2 separate regions of the Mus musculus genome follow, and region 2 is linked to region 1. Evidence: chromatin contacts called from public HiChIP or PLAC-seq data. All regions are on one chromosome and are shown on one strand. The core of a region is the stretch at or near the end of the contact, and the rest is flanking DNA. Distances in the headings are between cores, read along the strand shown.

Evidence for each region. HiChIP or PLAC-seq counts read pairs in DNA pulled down with a chosen protein or histone mark.
Region 2: an H3K27ac HiChIP or PLAC-seq map of extraembryonic endoderm stem cells shows a contact between it and region 1. The contact joins two enhancer-like sites. A contact is called at or near these places in 1 of 39 promoter capture datasets (Sertoli cells), 1 of 15 datasets of contacts at CTCF or cohesin (the NIH/3T3 cell line), 6 of 484 Hi-C or Micro-C datasets (DN3 thymocytes, the G1E-ER4 cell line, the N1E-115 cell line and 3 more), 21 of 115 datasets of contacts at active chromatin or transcription factors (bone marrow-derived macrophages, craniofacial prominence, embryonic basal ganglia and 14 more) and 3 of 9 other capture datasets (adipose tissue, liver and pancreatic islet).

What each region holds. Positions count from the first base shown.
Region 1 is chr16:21,222,179-21,226,780 of GRCm38.p6, forward strand. Ephb3 (Eph receptor B3) reads left to right here. Exons shown (of 16, transcript NM_010143.1): 15 at 1-126; 16 at 230-1,126. The coding sequence ends at 338. Among named protein-coding and RNA genes, the nearest start is that of Ephb3, 20 kb to the left of the region's middle. Within about 2 kb of position 2,748, at least 18 of the 459 cell types and tissues checked have an H3K27ac peak or open chromatin away from gene starts, as enhancers often do. A contact at or near this core is called in extraembryonic endoderm stem cells, where this site is marked.
Region 2 is chr16:21,362,827-21,367,444 of GRCm38.p6, forward strand. No RefSeq gene overlaps it. Among named protein-coding and RNA genes, the nearest start is that of Gm36224, 26 kb to the right of the region's middle. Within about 2 kb of position 2,370, at least 15 of the 459 cell types and tissues checked have an H3K27ac peak or open chromatin away from gene starts, as enhancers often do. A contact at or near this core is called in extraembryonic endoderm stem cells, where this site is marked.

The DNA of each region.
Region 1 (4,602 bases), core at 1,498-3,997:
CCCAGATTATACGACCTTCACGACAGTGGGTGACTGGCTAGATGCCATCAAGATGGGGAGGTATAAAGAGAGCTTTGTCGGTGCTGGGTTTGCATCCTTTGACCTGGTGGCCCAGATGACTGCAGAGTAAGTGTACCGCTCAAGGTGCAGGCTCTGGGCAGGAACTCTGGCTGAGCCCAGCGTCGCGGGTAGAAGGGAGGGACTGAGTACCATTTTTTTCTGTCTCTAGAGATCTGCTAAGGATTGGGGTCACTTTGGCTGGGCACCAGAAGAAGATCCTCTGCAGTATCCAGGACATGCGGCTGCAGATGAACCAGACCCTGCCTGTGCAGGTCTGACACTCAGCTCCAACGAGGGGGGGGTGCCCCCCCAGGACTGCACAAGGATTCTGACCAGCCAGCTGGACTTTTGGATGCCTGGCCTCTGGCTGTGGCCCAGAAGATGGAAGTTTGGGGGAGGACCCTAGCTGTGACTTCTCCAGGCCTGTGCTCCCTCCCAGGAAGTGTGCCCCAAACCTCTTCATATTGAAGATGGATTAGAAGAGGGGGTGATGTCCCCTCCCCAGATGCCTTGGGGCCCAGGCCTGCCTGCTCTCCAGTGGGGAGTCTTCACAACTCAGATTGGGCTGCGCTTCAGTAATGGACGTCCTGGTAGGGTCAGGTGGGGATAAGCCTGGGTTCTTCAGGCCCCAGCCCTGGCAGGGGTCTGACCCCACCAGGTAAGCAGAGAGTACTCCCTCCCCCAGGAAGTGGAGGAGGAGACTCTGGGGATGGGGAGATATGGTGCCCCATCCTGAAGCCAGCTGGTACCTCCAGTTTGCACAGGGACTTGATGGGGGCTGAGGGCCCTGCCTACCCTTGGTGCTGTCATAAAAGGGCAGGCAGGAGCAGGCTGAGAAGCAGCCTGTGCCTCCCAGAGACTGACTCAGAGAGCCAGAGACTGTGTGTGTGTGTGTGTGTGTGTGTGTGTGTGTGTGTGTGTGTGTGTGAAAGACGGGGGTGGGGGTATGTATGTGTGTGTTGTGCACATGCTTGCCTGCACAGAGAGCATGAGTGTGTACAAGCTTGGCCCTGTGCCCTGTAGTGGGGCCAGCTGGGCAGACAGCAAAATAAAGGCAATAAGATGACTCTTGCCCCTGCTCGTTCTTCCTCCCAAAGCAGGTTTCCTTGATTTCCTCATGTCAGTGAGGGAACTAGGGGGCTGCTAGACCTTCACAACTTCCTGGGGGTCAGTGGGAAACTACAGCGAGGCTATCCAGGCCCGATTTCTCCTGTAGTTCAGCCCCATTGCTTTGAGCATCTAATAGAGTTCTCAGAAGTTCCTTGTTTCTGGGGCTGGGGGACAGGCTCTGGAGTCTGCGTGGTGTTCTGTAGAGTCCCTGAGGGAGAGCTAGAGGGTTAATCACTCCCCAGGGTCTCAGTATGGCTCCTCTTCCTTCACTAAGCACTGAGTGCACCCAGTCTTGGAGCCAAAGCCAATTTTACATCCACATCTTATTTCAACTCAGTAACCCAGCCAGGAGAAGAGGGAGATGTTTAGTAAGTTGGCCACAGTTCCCATCCAGCACTAGAGCCAGAGGCTGGAAACCCCTGTCTATAGACAGCCTGGAGAGGCTTGGGAGATGCATATCAAGAGTCCGGAAGAGGTCTGAAGTCTCTGGAGTCAAAGGAAGACTTGTGCGTGTCAGGATATGGAAATGAAAAGGGACATCCATGATCCTGGGTAATGGAATGGGCTGGAGGAAGTGAGTGTATGCACCCTGGGTCTGTTTTAACCAGTGGTGGCAGGGTGAGAGTGCAGGGGAGGACACCCTCACAGGGAGAGATGCAGGTCCCTTTGGACCAACAAACAGAAGCGGGCAGGGTATAACAGATGCAGTCCTCCCAGAGTAACCATAGGTGCTGCCTAGAAGAGCTTTCTGAAATATCTGTGAATCCTAACTTAGAGTGCCCTTCACTGGGAGGGACCAGGAAGGCCTAGTAACATGGGCATGTACAAGGGTTGTCAAGTGTGGCCACCTCAGTCTGGTGTTTCTGGCTCCTCCTGGGTCCCTTCACCAACCCCTGGCAGACAGGTTCTCAAGACTGCCTCTCTACCCCTTGCATTCGGTGCCCAGAGTCCTGCAGTACATACTCACCGTGAGGGGGGTGCACCCACAACGTGGATCCTCAGTAGCCCCCATGCTCCAGGGAGGGGGTGGGCAGGAGCTCCCCAGTCATCTTCCAGTGCTGTCGTCAGTGGTGTGGGCATAGGGGTACAGGAGAAGGGATGTGGGCATGGTTGCCATTCCCTTGCTGAGAGTTCACAGGTCCCAAGCCTGCTTCCTACTCTTGGGAGGGTGGCCCTCTGGATCAGTGAGAGGTCTGTGGCTCCTGTCTCCTGGGTAATTTTTCCATTGTCCCACCCCACACAATGCTGACTGTGGAGATCCACTCAGAGCGAGGCCAGGATCTGCAGGGTGGACTGGAGCCTAAGGCTAGAGGTGCTCAAGTGCTCTTCCAGCTCCGTCCAGCCCACTGAAGCCTGCATGATTTCTTTCTTTATGGGGGTATGAATGTCTTCCCCTGTCTTCCCACAGTCTCCTGCCACTGTCAGCCAGAGTACATGCACGTACTCTAAGCCTATTCCATTATCCACACACCACTTACATTACCCGTTTTCATGCCCTCAGTCTGTCCACCCTAGCCCCCCTCTTAGCCTGGGTACCTGCAGGGTTTCCCAGGACTCAGAAATAATGAGGGGAGGGGCCTGCAAGAGTCACTGCATTCCTGCCAGCTGATAGAGCCAACTGGTATTTTGTCTAGAGAGCTGGGATGTATTCAGACCCTAGAACCTCAGAACAAAGTAGTGAGGGAAGCAGGGTCTTGGCAGAGGAAGAGAGAGCACCCCAGGAGGGGTCCAGCTTCCCTACAGGCAGATAAGGAGTAGGGGGGGATGGAGTTCTCAGTCTGTCTAGTCTTCCGTTAATTACACACTCTGGGGCAGATTAGCTCTCCCCAGTCAATGATTTAAAAGAGAAGCCAGTGGGGAAGAGGGGAGAGGCAGGCCCTTTCCTGCTGAGGCCAGGTGCTGAGTAAGACCTGGGGTAGTGTAGTGTAGTAGGAAGCGCAGCCTACACAGAGCCCAGGCCGGGTGTGGAGCAAAAAACATCCTCTCTCTCTCTCTCTCTCTCTCTCTCTCTCTCTCTCTCTCTCTCTCTCTCTTCTCTCTCTTCTCTTTCCCTCTTCCTCCCCCCCCCACACACACACACAGACACACACACACAGACACACACAACGTGACCTAGGCAGGTTGACATCAGAGCCGTCCATCATCTGTAAGAAGTATATGAATCTTTCTATCCCATGAAAATGTTACAAATGCCCAATCGTATTAATAAATGTAACATCTGTATGATGGTACGTGCTAAGAAATGTTAGCTCCTTTTTATTGTTGCTATTATTTATTAATGTGAAACTTGAAGGAAATATAGAAGCCGTCAGAAGTGAATAGTACTTGGTTTGTAACAGTCAAATACAGCAAGGCCCTGGGAGTGATGCCAGCCTCAGTCTTGGGAGGAAAAGATGAAAAAGCTAAGGAGCAAGGAAAGGTGGGACTGAGGGACACAGAGGTACAGGATTCGCCCAGCCCTGCCCCTGGGTGAGTTGCTGGGACCTGAGTAGTTTAAAGTCAGTAAGAGTTTAAAAGATGGTGAAGGGCAAGTTGCTGAGGGTGGAGCTGTAGGGACTCATTCCTCAAGCATTTGTTGGGTGTCTGCTACCACACTGCAGTACTGGGATGGGCACTAAACACACAGAGAAGCGAGGGGAACCAAATGCTTGCAGGAACCAAGAGAACGGCAGGAATGAGATTCAAACAACCACAGAAAGGGCTGCCCATGATTACAAGTCAAGAAACGCCACAGAAGGCAAGTTGAGGTTTGTGGAACCCCATCAGCAAGGCTGGGGGCTCTCACCAGTTATGGGATGCCCAGCAGAGGGAGCTGGGACCCCCCATGACCATCAGGGTGCTTCTGTGTGTCCAACCTTCTAGTGTCTGACCTTGAGTATTCTCCATCCATACCCTCATTTACTTATTCAGTGCACACCTGTGGCACAGGTGGGGGTGTGGCTCCCTCTACAAACCAGTTCTAGTTCCAGTGAGGGAGCTAAGAACTGGGGCCACCCACTTCTGTCTGCCTAGAGTGCCAGTCATGAGCATTTGATCCAACAATCTCAGCCTCCCTTGGGCCTGCCACTTGGCTTTTGTTGCCTTCTGCTCTACATCAGGGTTATAAGGAACATTTGTCCATGACTTTCTGAGTACATATTTCTATTCTCTCTGTGGAAACACTCACAGGGGGGGCCCACGGTGCAAGAGGCAGTCATTAGCAAGGCCCAAATCAGATTGCCCGAGATTCTGTGTTCTTAGTGTTCAGGAGCCCGGGGAATCTAGAAACGCTGCACCTGATAGCGCTCACAGTGGTGTCTGCCTCTGGGAGTGAGCTCCAGGCAGCCAAGGTTGCCACCGTGTTTGTCTTTTGGAGGAGCTGAGCAGCCAGGTGCGGAGGGTACTTGCCAGGAGCCCAGGCCAGGAGTGGAGCAGGCACTAGCCCGAGGCACA
Region 2 (4,618 bases), core at 1,120-3,619, 140 kb after region 1:
GCAGTGGGCACCGCCTTCAGCCCTCAGCACCAGCAGCTGTCATTGCCAAGCCCTGCAGCCAGAATGAGCAGTGCTGCCGTCTGAGCCCAGTAAATGCTTTTACGAGTCCTTTTTACTAATTTGGGTTAATACGTGGAGAAGCCAGGACAACAGTTAACAACTAAGGAGAGGAACAGGGCCCGTGTCTCACTGGAACAAATGTAGGTTGCCTCCAGTGTACTCAGGGTGCCCAGAGCTCTGGAGGAGGGAGGAGGAGTCACTAAACGCAAAGCCTCCCCACGCTGACCGCGGGGAGGGTCACTCTGTGTGTCTGGAGAGAGCAGAGCCTGCCTGTGAGTTTACACTGTCAGTTGCCTCTGGGCCCTTTTCTCTCCAGCTAGAGCTGCTGCTGCTGCTGCTGCTGCTGCTGCTGAGCAGGCTAAGAGGGAAGACCTTGAACCATCTGTCTTCAGTCATTACATATGCCTATTGGATATAACAAGCCCATTTACAATGTGATGTTCCCACAGTGTTCCAACTGCTTCCCAAAGGCTAATTTGTTTAATCCTCGTAACATCTCTATAATTATCACTGCCATGAAGACTACCAAGACAGAGAGCAGAGGGGTTAAGTGACTTGTTCAGGGTCACAAAATTGAAAAAGTAACAAAGCCAGGGTCTGGGCCCAGGTTGTTTCCCTTGGGATCTGTGTTCATTATCTGAAATTTGTTTTAATTTTGTATGTGTGCATGTTTGAGTGTGGGTGCATATGTGAGTCTGTCAGTGTGGAGGCCAAATATTTCCATACAAAGTTTTTCTTGATTGCTTCCTACCTTACGTTTTGAGACAGGATCTATCCTGGACACCGGAATTTACTGAAACTGCTAGGCTTGCTGGTCCTTGCACACCAGGGATCCGCCGTCTCCCTCTTCACTTCTGTACCTAGCTTTTCATTTTTAATTAATATTTTTATTATTAACATATGAATAGTGGGGAACTATTCATGGGTCAGAACTGCATGCTTGCATGATGGGTGAGCGCTTTACCTAGTGGGCTATCTCCCCAGGCCTTTACCTGAAGCACCCCTCCCGCCCCCCACCACACCAAACAGGGTTTTTCTGTGTAGCCCTGGTTGTCCTGGAACTCACTCTGCAGACCAGGCTGGCCTCAAACTCAGAGATCCGTCTGCCTCTGCTTCCCTGATGCTGGGATTAAAAGCGTCCACCACCACTGTCCAACTCTTTACCTGAAATTTTAAAGCTTCGATCTAAAACCAGTTGAGAAATACTGTAGCCTTATTGCTTTCCCAGAGAGTGCTGGACACTCGTATGTGGGAAAGAACCAGTTGTAAGAGAGACCCCTGAGTCACAGCTGAATTCGAGTGTTCTTTCTGCACCACCCCCAACTGGAAATTGCTTGCATGCCTCCTGTGATGCTGGGTTCATTGCTGGAGCTGCTAGCACCCTCTTCTCTAATTTCAGGGGCCTGACTTGTCCTCTGCAGTTGGGCTGCTTTATCTCCTGTACAGGACAGCCCCTTGGCACTAAAAATAGCATCCATGGTTCCTTTCAGTGTTTTCTTTGTTTTTAAATTCGATTTTAAACATCCTTAGCTCTTCTGTGGCCTGTGTTTGTCTGAATTCTAGATTCAGGCCTGCCTCTGCTTCCCCCCTCTGCACTGCTGGGTTGTCTGGACCAGCCGTGCTGAGACACTGTCCCCTGGGCTGAGCATGAGTGTGAGTTACACTCCTTGGCACATACTGAGCTTGCAGTCTTTGAGTTCTGTCCTCCAAAGACTGGAACCACCCAGCTGTGCCATCAGGGGTTTGAGCCTGACAGCAGACATTCATATTTGCTGGTGGTATAATATCATCTTATTAGTTTAAGTTCCTTGTTCAAGGATAACTTGAAAACTTACTCTTTGTCCCTTCTTAAGGATTCTCTACAGTTGTTGTTGTTGTTGTTTTAATCGTGTAAAATCTTCATTTACTTTATTTGGCCATGCTAAGGATGAAATGTAGGGGTCTCATGCGTGGAGCTGTACTCCTGTACAAGCTGAAGTTGGATCACTGTGCCATCTGTGTGCCCAGAAGGTTATCAGAAGTCGTTTTTTTAAGAGCTTGGCAGGTTTTCTGAGGTGAGTTTGCACAGAATGATGAGGTAAAGATAGATGAACTCCCGAGAGAGCTTTCTGTTGGGATCAATAAGGGTGACCAGGGCTAGGCTTTCTGGTATGCAATTGGCTGGGTAAAACAGGTAAAGACCCACCCAGTGTCACCCGTGCGTCAGAGCCTGCCACCCATGACGAGGCAGGAAGACAAATACTGATAGCGTCTGGCCACCAGAGCCCATTGTTTTCTGTGCAGCCTCTGTGACAAGGACCCAGGATGTGGAAGAGAGGACGTCACACAAAAGCCTCAGTGCCCATTGTGATGAGGTATCAGGACTCCTAAGCCAGAGCAGAGCAGTTGATCCGGGTGCCTTTAGCCTCCCAGAAGCAAGAAAAAGAAGCCACTGGGGGTGCGAGGTGTGGGTGTTCAGAGGGAGAGCCCTGCCATGCTGTCTGGGGCCAGGGCTGCTGGGAGTTTGAAACGTTTTTTCATCTTGGGCACCTTCCCTGTGCTCACTTCTCAGAGGTCACAGACTCCTGAGAATCAAAAGAGCCAGGCTGAGGCTGGGGATCACTGAGGCTCACAGCTAGTGGCCTGGGTTTATCCCATGGGGCTAGTGTGAATCAGTTCCAGTGGGGCCGCTGCAGAACACAGAATGTAGCTTTATCTAAGAGCCATCCAAACTCAGCTCCCTGTGTGCACGTGCATTCATCTCCCTCTTCTTGCAGCTGCACCCAGCCATTCTCTCTGCAAGAGTGCCCAGGTGACAAGTTCTGATGCTGGGGTACCCCACCCAGGTCCTGGAAGAGATTCAGCCACAGGAACTGAGGTGATTTGGAAGCCCTGAGAGGGGACCATTCTTAGATTTCTAGTATAGTTGTGGAAAAGGCTGAGAGCAGACACCACACCAGGTAAAGATGAGGTAGAGGACAAAAGTGGGAACCCCCTGGAACCAGGGAGCTATAGGCACTATCGGTCAAACATCAGCCCCCCCCCCCCCCCGAGATGTTCTGGGCTCTGCCTGTGGCAGTGGTCCCAGCCTTAGGACTCCCTAGCTTCACAACCTAGTCCTGAAGCTGTGGACCACAGAATACCTTTTCCTGTCACCACCGAGACCTGCCTTTCCTCCTACAAAAGCCCTGTGGTCATAGTCGGAGACATTCTTACCATCTGCTGGACTTCAGAGTGCTGGTGGGAAGATCTGAACTCAGGCAAACAGGAGGCCAATGTTAAGACACTTACCTGGGGCCAATGAGGTGGCTTCAGCAGAGCAGGGTGATTGTCCTTGAGCTCCGTCTGCAGAAGCTACATGAAGGTAAAGGAGCAAGCCTGACTGGTGACGTTCTCTTCTGACTTCCACCCTCCTCCTAACAACAACAACAACAACAGTAGATACAATTTAAGAGCACTGTGCAGAGCTAACACTCTTGTCTACTTAGTTAAGTTAAGCTTGACTGCCATTACAGACACTGTCTCCATCACTGGCCTATTGATGTGAAGAAAGACCATGACCAAGGCAACTCTTATAAAAGAAAACATTTCATTTGGGGCTGGTTTACAGTTCCCGAGGTTTAGTCCCTCATCATCATGGTAGGCATCATGGCACCGGAGCAGTGGCTGGGAGCTACTTCCTGGTATAGGGCATACATCCATATGCCCAATTTTAATTATTAGTTTATATTCTGTTTGTGCATTTATTTGTTCAATACAGAGTCTCATGTAGTCTGGGATCCAGCCCACTAGGTAGCTGAGAATGGCCTTGAACACCTCCTGATCTCTAGCCTCTATCTCCCAAGTGTGGGCTTGACGATGCGAGCCGCGGCTCCCAGGTTGTAACTCCTTTTCTTCACAAATTATTATTTGACATCGTCTTATCCATTCAAGTGTGGGCCTGTGGACTTTCTTGAGATAGGATCATATTTTGTTGTTATGGCTGACATGAAACTTGCTACATAGGCCAAGCTAGTCTCAACCTAGTGGCAAAGCTCCTGCCTTGTCCTCTTGGATGCTGAGATCACAGAAGGCTACCAACCACCTCACCCAGCCTTCACGTTAGTTTGCAGAGTTGAATTATTTATCTTACAATTTCCCAAATCTCACTAATTTTCACTAAATCAGCGTGAATGCAAATCCTCAGTTGTGGAGAAAAATACAAGGTGAGTGGATCTCTGAGGTTTCCAAGGGCCTGTTTCTGCACTGGGCCTCTGGGCTACAATGGGGTGAAGGCAGCCATTGCCTTCTCTGTGCCGTCTCAGGAAGCAGAGGCAGAAGGGAAGAAAGCTCTTGGCCCCAGCCCTGCCAGAATCACTCAAATGGATGAGTCTTGTCTTCCTGAAAGTGAAGGCCCCAACACAGAAGAGAACTATCCAGCTGCCTTCTTGGGTGGGGATTTCATAGCCCTCCGAAAGCCTCTGGCACCTTCTCTTCTTGCCTTGGCTCTGTTTCCTTCTTTGCTGAGGGTCCTATTTGTCAGAGCAGAAGGGAATTGCATCAGGCAGTTTTGAATCAGACAAAACAAAAATAAGTGGCA